Linked DNA regions of Sus scrofa: region 2 is linked to region 1. Evidence: chromatin contacts called from public Hi-C data. All regions are on one chromosome and are shown on one strand. Each heading gives the region's core, a stretch centred on a gene start, on an enhancer-like site or on the middle of the called end of the contact. The rest is flanking DNA. Distances are from core to core; before and after follow the strand shown. Region 1 overlaps GAB1 (GRB2-associated-binding protein 1). Region 2 holds the start of GAB1 (GRB2-associated-binding protein 1).

Region 1 (5,326 bases), core at 1,878-4,377:
TCCAACTAAAACCCATAATGCTCACATCAACTGGGATTGCTGGGGGTGGGTGGGTGGGGCTGTGTATTGAGACCATTAAAGAGTCAAATTAGTGTTTTATTAACATAGAAAAAAAAGTCTATTTGGTCTTTTTACTTTATGCAAAATTATTTTTTTATATTAACTTCTCGATAGAATTTGTTTAGATTTTATCTTCTGCATTTAGTTCCAAGAAATATTTAAAATCTGTCAGCTATTAAAAAAATAAGGGAGAAGTTCCCACCGTGGGGCAAAGGCATCAGAGGCACCTCTGCAGTGCCGGGATGCAGGTTCGATTCCCTCCACCCAGCACAGTGGGTTAAAGGATCTGGTGTTAGCACAGCTGTGTGTAGGTGGCAACTGTGGCTCGGATTTGATCCTTGGCCCGGAAACTCCATATGCTGTGGGGCAGCCAAATAAAAAATAAATAAATAAATAAGGGAAAGAACCTACAGCCAGCAACAGGCTGAGCCCTACGCTTGTATGTTATAAACTTCAAATGCCTGTGCCTCCTAAAGTGCTGTGGTGGAATCTATATTTCTGGGGTTATCTGATATCCAAGTGAAGTGTTCTGGCATAATAAAACTATGTAAGACATACGGGCATTTTCTTAACTTTTTTGTTTTTACAGCCACACCTGCAGCATATGTTGGTTCCTGGGCTACTGGTCGAATCAGAGCTGCAGCTGGAGACAACGCCACAGCCATGGCAACACCAGATACAAGTCACATCTGTGACCTATGCTGCAGCTTGTGTCAGCATCAGATCCTTAACCCACTGACTGAGGCCAGGGTCTGAACCCACATCCTCACAGAGACAATGCTGGGTCCTTAACCCACTGAGCCACAACAGGAACTCCAACAAATTAATTTTTAATAAATGACAAGCAAAAACAAATTCAACTGAAAAACCAGAGGAAAATTATATATCATCCTATCATCAAAAAAATATATCTTTTCATATATTCATCTTTTTATTTATATACATTCATATTTTTAAAGTAGCTAGCATTTAAAATAAAGATGAATGTATTTTTAGTTTTATAAGCCACATACCTACTTTCAGAAGTTTAAAATTCTTGGCTTTAAATTTTTAATTCCTTAATATTTCACTTGTTGTGAACTTTTTATCATGCTAGAATTATGAAAATAAAGGTGAAGCCCTCACTGAAATGCTTTCTGAAACCCAATAAAAAAACACTTTTGATGACTGTAAAAACAAAACAAAACAAAACCAAGACATTTATTTACTGTGGGCTTTCTTAGCACTGCACCCTAGATACACTCTAGCAATTAAGATATTTAATTATAACTCCAATATCCTGCTGGGCCTTGTCCAATTTGCTACAGTATGCAGTTGATGCTCTAAGCAAATAATATCTAAAATAAACATGTATTTTCTCCAAAGAAATCCTATTACCTTGTTTACCAATAATGGTGAAGAAAATCACATTGTGTAGAATGATTAAGTCCAACAGAAGAGTAATTTATTCCAGAAAAAAATCTTTTGAGACTTTAACCTACGTTAAAGGCATTATTATAACTGGAACACATTCTCATAATAAATACCTTGACTTCTTGGCCATTTAAATGTTCATCCTTAAAAATTAACAGGTTAGGCAATCTATTTATAGATTATTTACAATGAACAAAGGAGAGTTTGGTTTAAAAATAGAGGAAAGGTTGGGGAGAAACAAAATACCTCTAGTTAAAATTTGACTAGCTTTAACAAAGAAATAAAAACAAAAACACTGCTCTGTATATTGCTGAATAACTGACCATGTCTTTTGTTGAATAATTGACCATGAAAAGGCAAAAGTAATGAGATTTTCATTTAAAGATTAAGATTATGTAACCCTAGGCTGGATGAGGTCAATGATTTGTGGTAACTAGATCCAATTCTTGGTGGAGCAGAGACAAAGGAAGACTGAAAAACACAACATCTTTGGCTAGCCCCCTAGACAAGGCACCGAAGCCCCCACACCAACCCCATATGGCATTCTAGTCTTTAGGAGCAGTTAGAAAAGAATCATCAGAAATAAAAACTATCCAGCTTTGCAGTCATCAATAATTCCTTGTGGGGAGCATTATAGGGATGGGGGAGTGGGAGGTACAAACTAGTAGGTGTAAGACATGCTGCCAATATAATATGTAAACATAGCCAATATTTTGTTATAACTGTAAATGAAGTGTCACCTTTAAAAACTGCATAAGAATTAAAAAGTATAACAGAAAGAAAAGAGTATAAAGGGAAAGAAAAAAAAAAGAATCCCTTCTGGTTCCTCTCAGCCTCTTCTTTTCATCAAATGGCTTAGAGGGCAACCATAAGTAATCGTTTGTTTATATTCAGTCTCCTGGGAGCTCCATTTTCACTGCCCTTTTCTCAAATCCCAACACACACAATGCTTCACAAAAGCAGGGACCCAGGGAGTAGTGACTGACTGACTGACTGAATGAATGAATGAGAGTCTTCATGTACAAGGTGCACCCTCCAGGGATCATCATTACAATCATCCATAAACAATAATTAAGTGGTTTGAGGTTTGAGGGTGGAAACATGCTAGAAAAGCATAAGAAATATACTGTGACAATGAATTAATTGGAAAATTACCATAAGCTTGAATAAATGTTTACACTTTAAATACAGAAATAAGCGTAATAAAAACCACTCTAGATGCTATTATATGAAATACATTAAGGAAAAAAAAAAAATGTTCCGGCAAGGTATCCCGAAGGAGCAGCAGACACGCGGGCATAAAATTATAGCGAAGGCAATGCGGGGCATAGGTTTCCTTTTTTTTTCTCCATTCTTTCGTCTGCCCCCTAGTGGCGTCCTTAGGAGCAGAGAAAACATGAGAAAGGCAGGCACTACAGAAATCAGGAAAAACCAAAACAGCACACAACACAGAACAGAACAAAACAAAGCACAACAAAGCACAAAAAGAGTACTTTGGACTTCTACAAATCAGTTACTCAAGAACAGAAAGTTAACTTTGGAATTTTCTATTCCACACTTTTGCCCCAAAGACAAAACTTGTGTATTCACTTAGGTAGGTTCACTATTTCCTTGTGCACCTTTGGACTTTTGATCATTACCTTTTAAGGAAAAGGCAGCATCTCTAGATGGCATCGAGGTAGTATGTGCATTTTTGGATGTGCAAGCAGACAATTTATTAACTGCTAGTTTCTAAGCTCATGTGGTTGGCCCGCTTTACTTTCTGTTTTTTCAGGTGTCTTTGATAGGAGTAGCTCAAACAAAATCATTTCCATAAGAACAATTCTGGAAAGCTAGGAGTTCATTTACACAGCACTTCAAATCAAGGGACAGGTAAAGTGAAACGAGACGCTGGTTCGGGAGTAGCAGGCATGGCTGAGTGACTCCTTGGGGAAAGCAGGCTTATCTCCATGGGGATCTTTCTGTCTGGAAAGGGGTGTGGGTTTTGCCAATGATCTCATCAGCAACAACGGGCTGCCCATTTTACACCCGAGTTTCACACTAACACGTACAGTTCTTTAAATATGATGACAGACGCTGCCACTGACTCACGTAAATAACCAATCACGTGGGACCCGCCCCCCCCTTGGGACTGGTGACACACATCTGCTAACCAGCCAGCCAGGGTTACACAAACTCTACTCACTGAACAAAACATCAGAAAATTTCTCCTAAAGAGAGATACGAGTATTAGACATGGGTTCTAGGCTTCCGTGATCCAGTGATTCTATTTCTTAACTTCTGGAGCAATCAGAATGCTTAATAACTCGTGATTATTTTAAACAAAATGATTTCTGGAGAGGTGATACTAGACTTTCTCTCCCATATAAGTACTTAACACATCTAAAACTCGTCCTGCATCGGTAAGAATTGTTTGCTAGAACTGTATTAAAAAAAAAAAAATCAGGAGTTCCCATCGAGGCTCAGTGGTTAACAAACCCAACTAGTATCCATGAGGATATGGATTCGATCCCTGGCCTTGCTCAGTGGGTAAAGGATCCGGTGTTGCCACGAGCTGTGGTGTAGGTCGCAGATGTGGCTTGGATCCAGTGTTGCTGTGGCTCTGATGTAGGCCAGCAGCTACAGCCTGGATTCGACTCCTAGCCTGGGAACCTCCATATGCTGTGGGTGTAGCCCTAAAAAGACAAGACCAAAAAAAAAAAAAATCAAATAGGGAGTTCCCTAGTGATTAAGGACCTGGCGTTGTCACTGCTGTGGCTAGGGTCACTGCTTTGGTGCAGGTTCTATCCCTGGCCTGGGAACTTTCTCATGCCACAGGCATGCCCCCCTCCCCCCCCAAAAAAAAATCAAAGGAAAAGATCCATACAAAAAAAGCATTCAGAGATGAATAAAAGCATAAAATAAACAGAGCTCCTTTAATTACCACGTATGACACTCTTTGAAGAAGTGCACTAGTATAATTCTAGCAGGTTCCAAAAACAGTTTCCTTCCAGTGCTTTATAACTATACCTTACAGGTCCACAGTATCAGCTTAAAACACCCTCACCAGCTTTCTCACAGAGGAAACAAAGGGGCCTAAATCAAGGGAGATGAAGTATTCCAGGTTTACTCTCATAAGCCAATGCTCAGGATATAGGAACACAAGACTTAAACTTTCTTAGACTGCTGCACATGCCATGAAAGGCGAGAGAGATGAGACAGCTGATATCCATCTTCCTCCGTCCATATATCTTTTTAATCTTTTCCTCTTGAACAAACCCTCAGCAACAGGAAGTATCAAAAAGACAGAAGCAAACTCCTATGCTGGTAATGCTTTCCCCCGTTTCTCTTCTGTTGCTCAGATCTCTACCAGAAAAGCCAGGAAAGGCAAATTTCTACTAAGGACTCCCAAAAGATTTCCCCCAATTATCAAGATTCGTATGTCAGGAAGAAGGAAGGTGGTGGTAGGCGGGGGGGATTTTCCCAGCTCTCTCTCCTATCCATACTAGGATACGGAACCTTGGGTTAATTTTTATCTGCTGTCTGTCTTACTACCAAATTATTTATAGAGGGCAAAGCAGCTAAAATAATGGACTTTTAAAAACTTACTATATTTAGAGAATGATATCACTACTAAGTTTTAAATACACTAACATGATATAACCCTCGAAGCATGCTTATATATCTAATTTAATGTTCTGGAGTCTGTTCAAAGTATTCATTAAAATGAGTAGCAAAGGAACAAAACAACGAAGAGGCAGCTGTTCAGTTTGTACATCTGATTTGCAGCGCGTCGTGTATTCTAGTTAGAGCAAAACAAGCTTCTCAAGAAAGAACTGTTACTTTTAAAATAATCTTTTAAAAACTAGTGCAG
Region 2 (5,326 bases), core at 1,387-3,886, 67 kb after region 1:
CCACAGACTCATTGAGAGGTCCTGTGTTGATTTTCTGCCTGGTTTGCATTAACATTAAATTGCATGCCCAACAGGCAAGGCTTTTTTCCTACTGTATTTTTAAATCTCATGGTGCCTAGTCCAGGGCTTGGCATCTTTAGAGAGAGCCATAAACCAGTAGTGTGAAAGAAGGCATTAAACGTCTATCATCACTACCTACTGCAGCTAAGGTCTTGTTCTTTAGTTCTTCCAAGAATCCAATCATCTCCTAAACAGTTCCTTCTCAAAACAAATACATCTCTCCAATAACCTACTCCCTCTTCTCACACACAAACAATCTTCTCTTTAGAACTCAGAGCTGGAAAAAACACAGCCTCTCCCCAATTTCTGGAATAAAGCTAGCATATTTACCAGAATATTTAAGCAATCTGGGATAGGTGGGGAGGCAGGATTTGGAAGGATTCAAAAACCTCTGGAGAACTTTCTTAGCATTTGTGACATCAAGTCCTTAAATGAGAATCACTTGTCTATAACACATTCTGGCAGAAAGTAAACCTGAAACTAACTCACTGGCAAATGGTCGGTGAGGTTAAATATTGCACTTCACTCCTTCAATGCAAGCAAACAGTGACTAATAGGATTAACTTGAGCTCTCACGCTGGGTGCAGATACCCTTCAACAAGAAACAGGTTTCTTTATTAGTGTCGGCCCCCTGGTAGTAAATTTATTTTTAAGGGGGCTTAAATTTTGCTTTCAAAACATACTTCACTTGAAAAGTATTTGCTCCATATGCCAAGGCAAAGGTGTCATTACTTTCCTTTGCAGAGGGCAACGACAAAAGAACCACTGGGGGAGAAGGGGAGAAGATCCCAGACCCCCCAAGAGGACACAGATTTCCCACAAAGAAAGGTTGGTCCTTTCAAGGAATATTTTCCCTAACAGCTAAAATGGTTTAACACATAATCAGCATCTTGTATCAATTACACAAATACCAAGCTCTGATGGCCTGGAAAAGGACCGCAACACACAGAAATCCTAACTGGCCTCAGCTGTCCCCTCCTGCGTGTCTTGACAGCGTGTCCAAAGCTCCCGAACACCAGCCACCAGGCTCCCTCCAGCGCCCTCCTCTCGCAGCAAACAGCCAAGGCTCTCGGGCCAAACTCCAATGTCCCTCGATTCAAAACCGCAAAAATGTGAACCCTGCTAAGCAAACGGCAGGGCGCGTAATAACTTTTTTCTTTCCCTTGCGCGCGGACTGGAGATGCTCTTTTCTAATGCAGCTTCCCAGGTTCCCCTCCCGCTTCCCGCAACCACCCCGAGGGGAAGGCGGGAGGGAGCGCGGACCAAAGAGAAGACTGCTGAGTTCAACACCTTGGCGGTTTTCCCAGTGCGGGAAATTTACTACACAGCAGCCCCTAAGAATTCCATGCAGAAATCACGAAAAGAGAATGCCCTCCCCTCACCCCCGCTAAAATAATAAAAACACGCAGCGGGCGTTCAGCTGGCAACGCTGGGCCTTCCGATGAGCCGAAGTCTGCAATCTGGATGGAGGAAAGATCCCCGGCCAGGCGGAGGCCAGGCGGGAGCTTACAGCCCGGGTCCCAAGCCTGCCGGGGAAGGGGCCCAGGGGCAAGGGATGGGGACTGAGTGGAAGCAGCAACGCCCGCGCGAGCCGCCCCGGGATGGGAGCAGCGGCGGAGTTTTACTTACATAACGCTTCAACTTTTTCTCCGGGGGGGACTTGCGGAGCCATCCCGAGCAGACCACTTCGCCGCCGCTCATGGTGCGCGCTTCTCAGGCTCCGCGCCGGGCGCGCTCCCGACACCGTCGACGCCGGGCGGTCGCGCAAAGGCGGGGACCTTGCTCTACTGCGGCGCACCTCGGGTGGACGGGGTGGACCGGGCGGACGGGCTTCGCGGCGCGCAGGCTCAACGCGTCCGAACTTCTTCCCCGCAGGCAGGTCCTTGGACGTGAGTAGAATCGGGCTGCGCCGCCGAGGCCGACACCTCGGGGCTGGGACCGCGGCCGGGCCGAGGGCGCCCCGGCCTTCCTTCAGTGCGCCCGCCTGGCCGCCAGGCGTGCCGTTCTGCCGGCCGCCTCCGCCGCGCTTCGGCTCCACGGGACTCTGCCCCGGCGCGGAGCCCAAGCCTCGGCCCCCTGCGCTCCGCCCCCTCGGGACAGGACCTCCCAAAGCGCTCTCGAGACAGACACGACGCTGCACGCGCACACACACATACACACTCACACACTCACAAAGCCCCCGGGAGGCGCCCACTCTGGCTCGCCCGCTCTGGGTTTCGGGGCGCCCGGCGCGATCCTCTCCTTCCTCCTCCTCCTCGGGAGAGGGTGGGTCACTTCTCCGCGGCGCCCGGGCAGCGGGGAGGAAAGGGGAAGCCGCGAGGGTCCCGTGGGCACTGGGCGCGGGGCTGGTCCCGAGCCACGGAGGGAGCCGCCGGCTGGGCGTCGCTGGGCAGGGCGCAGGTCTAGCCGGAGGGTGGGTCCGCGCTCGCCGCCGCCGCCGCCGCGGGAGAAAGAAGGCGGAGAGACGAGGAGCTCCGCGGCTAGACTGGGGGGGACCGAGCCCACCGTCCGGTCCCCTCGCGCTCCTCCCGCGCCGCCTCCCCCACCCCGGGGCGTGCGGTAGGTTCCGAGCGGCCCGGCCCCCGGCCCAGATCCCTCCCTCTCTCGGCCTCCCGGCTCCCTCTTCCTCCCTTCCCTCCTCCCCTTCCCACGTTCGGCCGGCTCCGGTTTCTGCCTAGACTTTCTCTGAAACTCCGCCGGAGCGCTTCCAGCCAAAACAACAAGGGCCGGGGAGGAGGAGACGCACGGAGGGAGGGAGCGAGAGAGGGAGGGAGCCGGAGTCCGAGAGGCACCCTGGGATCTGTAGTTCGGGAAGCTGGAGAGGGGTCCTTGGCCGCCTGGCTGCATTGGCGCCGGGAGCCCCCCGCGGGGTCCTCGCTGGGAATAGCGGCCAGGCCTCGGAGAGAGTAGCGCTCCGGGGCTCGGTCTGCTGAAGGAGTGAGGAACGTTTGAATGTTCGGTCTGGGGATTGCCATGTTGGCTCAGCCGAGTGTCAGTTTGGAGTTTGTTCGGTTTGTTTAATCAGGGGTTTGGGCGGGGGGTGAGGGGGCCTCTACTTGACGGCCGGAGGGAGACCGCGCGCCCTGAGAGTCCTCGACCCCTGTGCCCCGGCCCTCGAGGTTGAAGGTCAGACACCAGGAGAACAAGGGCGCAGGGGATCGCGCTAAGGCACCCAGTCTGGAGAGGAGATCAGAAGGGGACCCTTTCGGGCCGCTGTGGGCTGGACCTTGGAGCAGCCTTGCCTGAGTAATGGGAGTTCTTACTGGGACCAAAGATTTGGTTGAATCTCTCTCTGGGACATTTTGAAGTCACTCTCCCTCCACTTGTAGCCAGTTTCTTCCACTTGACTTTGGATTTGTTTAAAATCTACCCTTGGGATGTTGAACCAGAAAAGGGAAACTTTACTAGACGTCTTAGCTCTATTTGCTTGCGTGTGTGTATTGCAATTATGATACCTGGTCCTGAGTTTGACACGATCCTGTAATAGAAATATAAATTTATTTGTGAAAAACAAAGCCCCCAAACAAATTTTAGAAGGTAATATAAATAAATGAGATAAAAGTGCTAAAAATAGTAGATGAGTGAACATTTCTGGAAAAACCTAACCTCAGGCACTTGCTTATTAATAACAGTACTGGCATTCAAAAGTTTCTCTTGAGTTTGAAAAGGTTTACCATTATAGCAGGAAAATAGGTGCTGGGTGGTGACAAAGTTCCCTGCACTCATGGAGGTGACATTTCTGTGGTGGCAGAGGATAAACAGGGGTCAGCACAAGTACAAATTGTGATAAATGTTGTGCCCTGGGGAAAATAAACACGGTAAATTGGAAGAATAACCAGATGGGACTAGGTCAGATAGAATGAGAGAAGTCTTCCTTGAAGATAAGCTAGCCAGAGATGAGAAAGGTGTTTGTAAAGAAAGAGGAGATTTATACTTGTTTTGTAGAAAAATCAAAGAGATAAGGAGGATTGAGAGAGAAAAAACAAGCAAGAGGGTTCATTGTTTTTCTTAAATTTTAAGGCTTTTCAGAATACGAGTGTAATTTTTATGGCAGCTAATAAACCAAAGCAATTTTTTATGTGAGCTCGGGTTTTACCACAAGCCTTCCAAATGAAAATAAATCATTGAATTTGATTTCTGCTTCTCCCACAGGCAGTGTGTCTGTACAAAGTATTTATAATTAACATTGCTAAGCCTAGTCCACTCTTTCCTAGTTAACTGTTGACTAGACAATTTACTGCTCCTCCAGTCCTGTTGTAAAGGCCTTTTTAGTGGAAATTTGTACTGCCATTGTGCCTCGGTATTCCCAGGGAATTGGTTCCGGGACCTTTCCCCTTACCCAGATCCTTTAATGCTCAAGTCCCTTATGTAAAATGTTGTAGTATTTGCATGTAACCTAAATGTGTCCTCCCATATACTTTAAATCACCTCTGGATTACTTGTAATACCTAATACAGTGTAAATAATATGTAAATAGTAAGTACAATGTAAATACTATGTAAATAGTGGCCAGCAAATTCAAGTTTTGCTTTTTGGAACTTTCTAAATTTTCTCTGAACACTTCCCACTCCAAGGTTCATCGAAGCCTCGGATGAGGAACCCAAAGATATGGAGGGCCCACTGTATCTCCTGGACTACTTTGGGATGTTCCAATGATTTTTTTTTTTTGCTTTATTTCAAATGGATTCAGTTATCTCATTTGCATATAAGAAATCAGTAAGTATTTTTCCCTCTCTTTGACTGTGTTGTTTGAGATTTGCATTTCTAAAGATCAGGTAAGTGAGGAGAGGTTGAAGACAAGCATGTCTTCTTACACGTATGTAGAAAGGACATTGGCTTTATCTTTACATTATATGCCATTTTTAGATTATCTGTTAAATTATATTTATGTCATTTAAAACATGCTGGAAAACACTATTACACCTAAGTGTCTTACATTTCATTCATACGACGAATATTTATGGCATGTCCTTGTATGTACAAGTTCCTGAGGACCCAGGATACAATAGCGAGGCTAACCAGACCTATTACCTCAGTCGTCCAGCCTGGAGAAGATCATTTTACTAATCATGAGCCCCATAGCTTCTACAATACACTCGTTAAATGCTGTGAAGGAAAAACAAAGAGTCTTAGCTGGACCTGTAACTGGAGGCTCTGCCCCACCTGGGAGAAGGGTGGGTAGGTGGGGAAAGACTTGCCCGAGGAACAAACTTTGAACTAAAATTCTTAGGATTAAGAAAAAATGGCCTGGCCAAGCAGCAAAGAA

Evidence for each region. Hi-C and Micro-C count contacts between places; a contact is called where the count stands out from the background.
Region 2: a Hi-C map of embryonic fibroblasts shows a contact between it and region 1, with 4 times the contacts expected there. The contact joins the promoter of GAB1 here to the enhancer-like site in region 1. A contact is called at or near these places in 1 of 5 promoter capture datasets (liver), 11 of 47 Hi-C or Micro-C datasets (alveolar macrophages, embryonic fibroblasts, fibroblasts and 6 more) and 1 of 2 datasets of contacts at active chromatin or transcription factors (skeletal muscle).

The regions. Positions count from the first base shown.
Region 1 is chr8:84,320,959-84,326,284 of Sscrofa11.1, forward strand. The region is part of intron 1 of GAB1 (GRB2-associated-binding protein 1); the gene reads right to left. Among named protein-coding and RNA genes, the nearest start is that of GAB1, 68 kb to the right of the region's middle. Within about 2 kb of position 3,128, at least 31 of the 83 cell types and tissues checked have an H3K27ac peak or open chromatin away from gene starts, as enhancers often do. A contact at or near this core is called in embryonic fibroblasts and skeletal muscle, where this site is marked.
Region 2 is chr8:84,388,875-84,394,200 of Sscrofa11.1, forward strand. GAB1 (GRB2-associated-binding protein 1) reads right to left here and starts at 2,637. Exons shown (of 12, transcript XM_003129177.6): 1 at 1,690-2,637. The coding sequence starts at 1,761.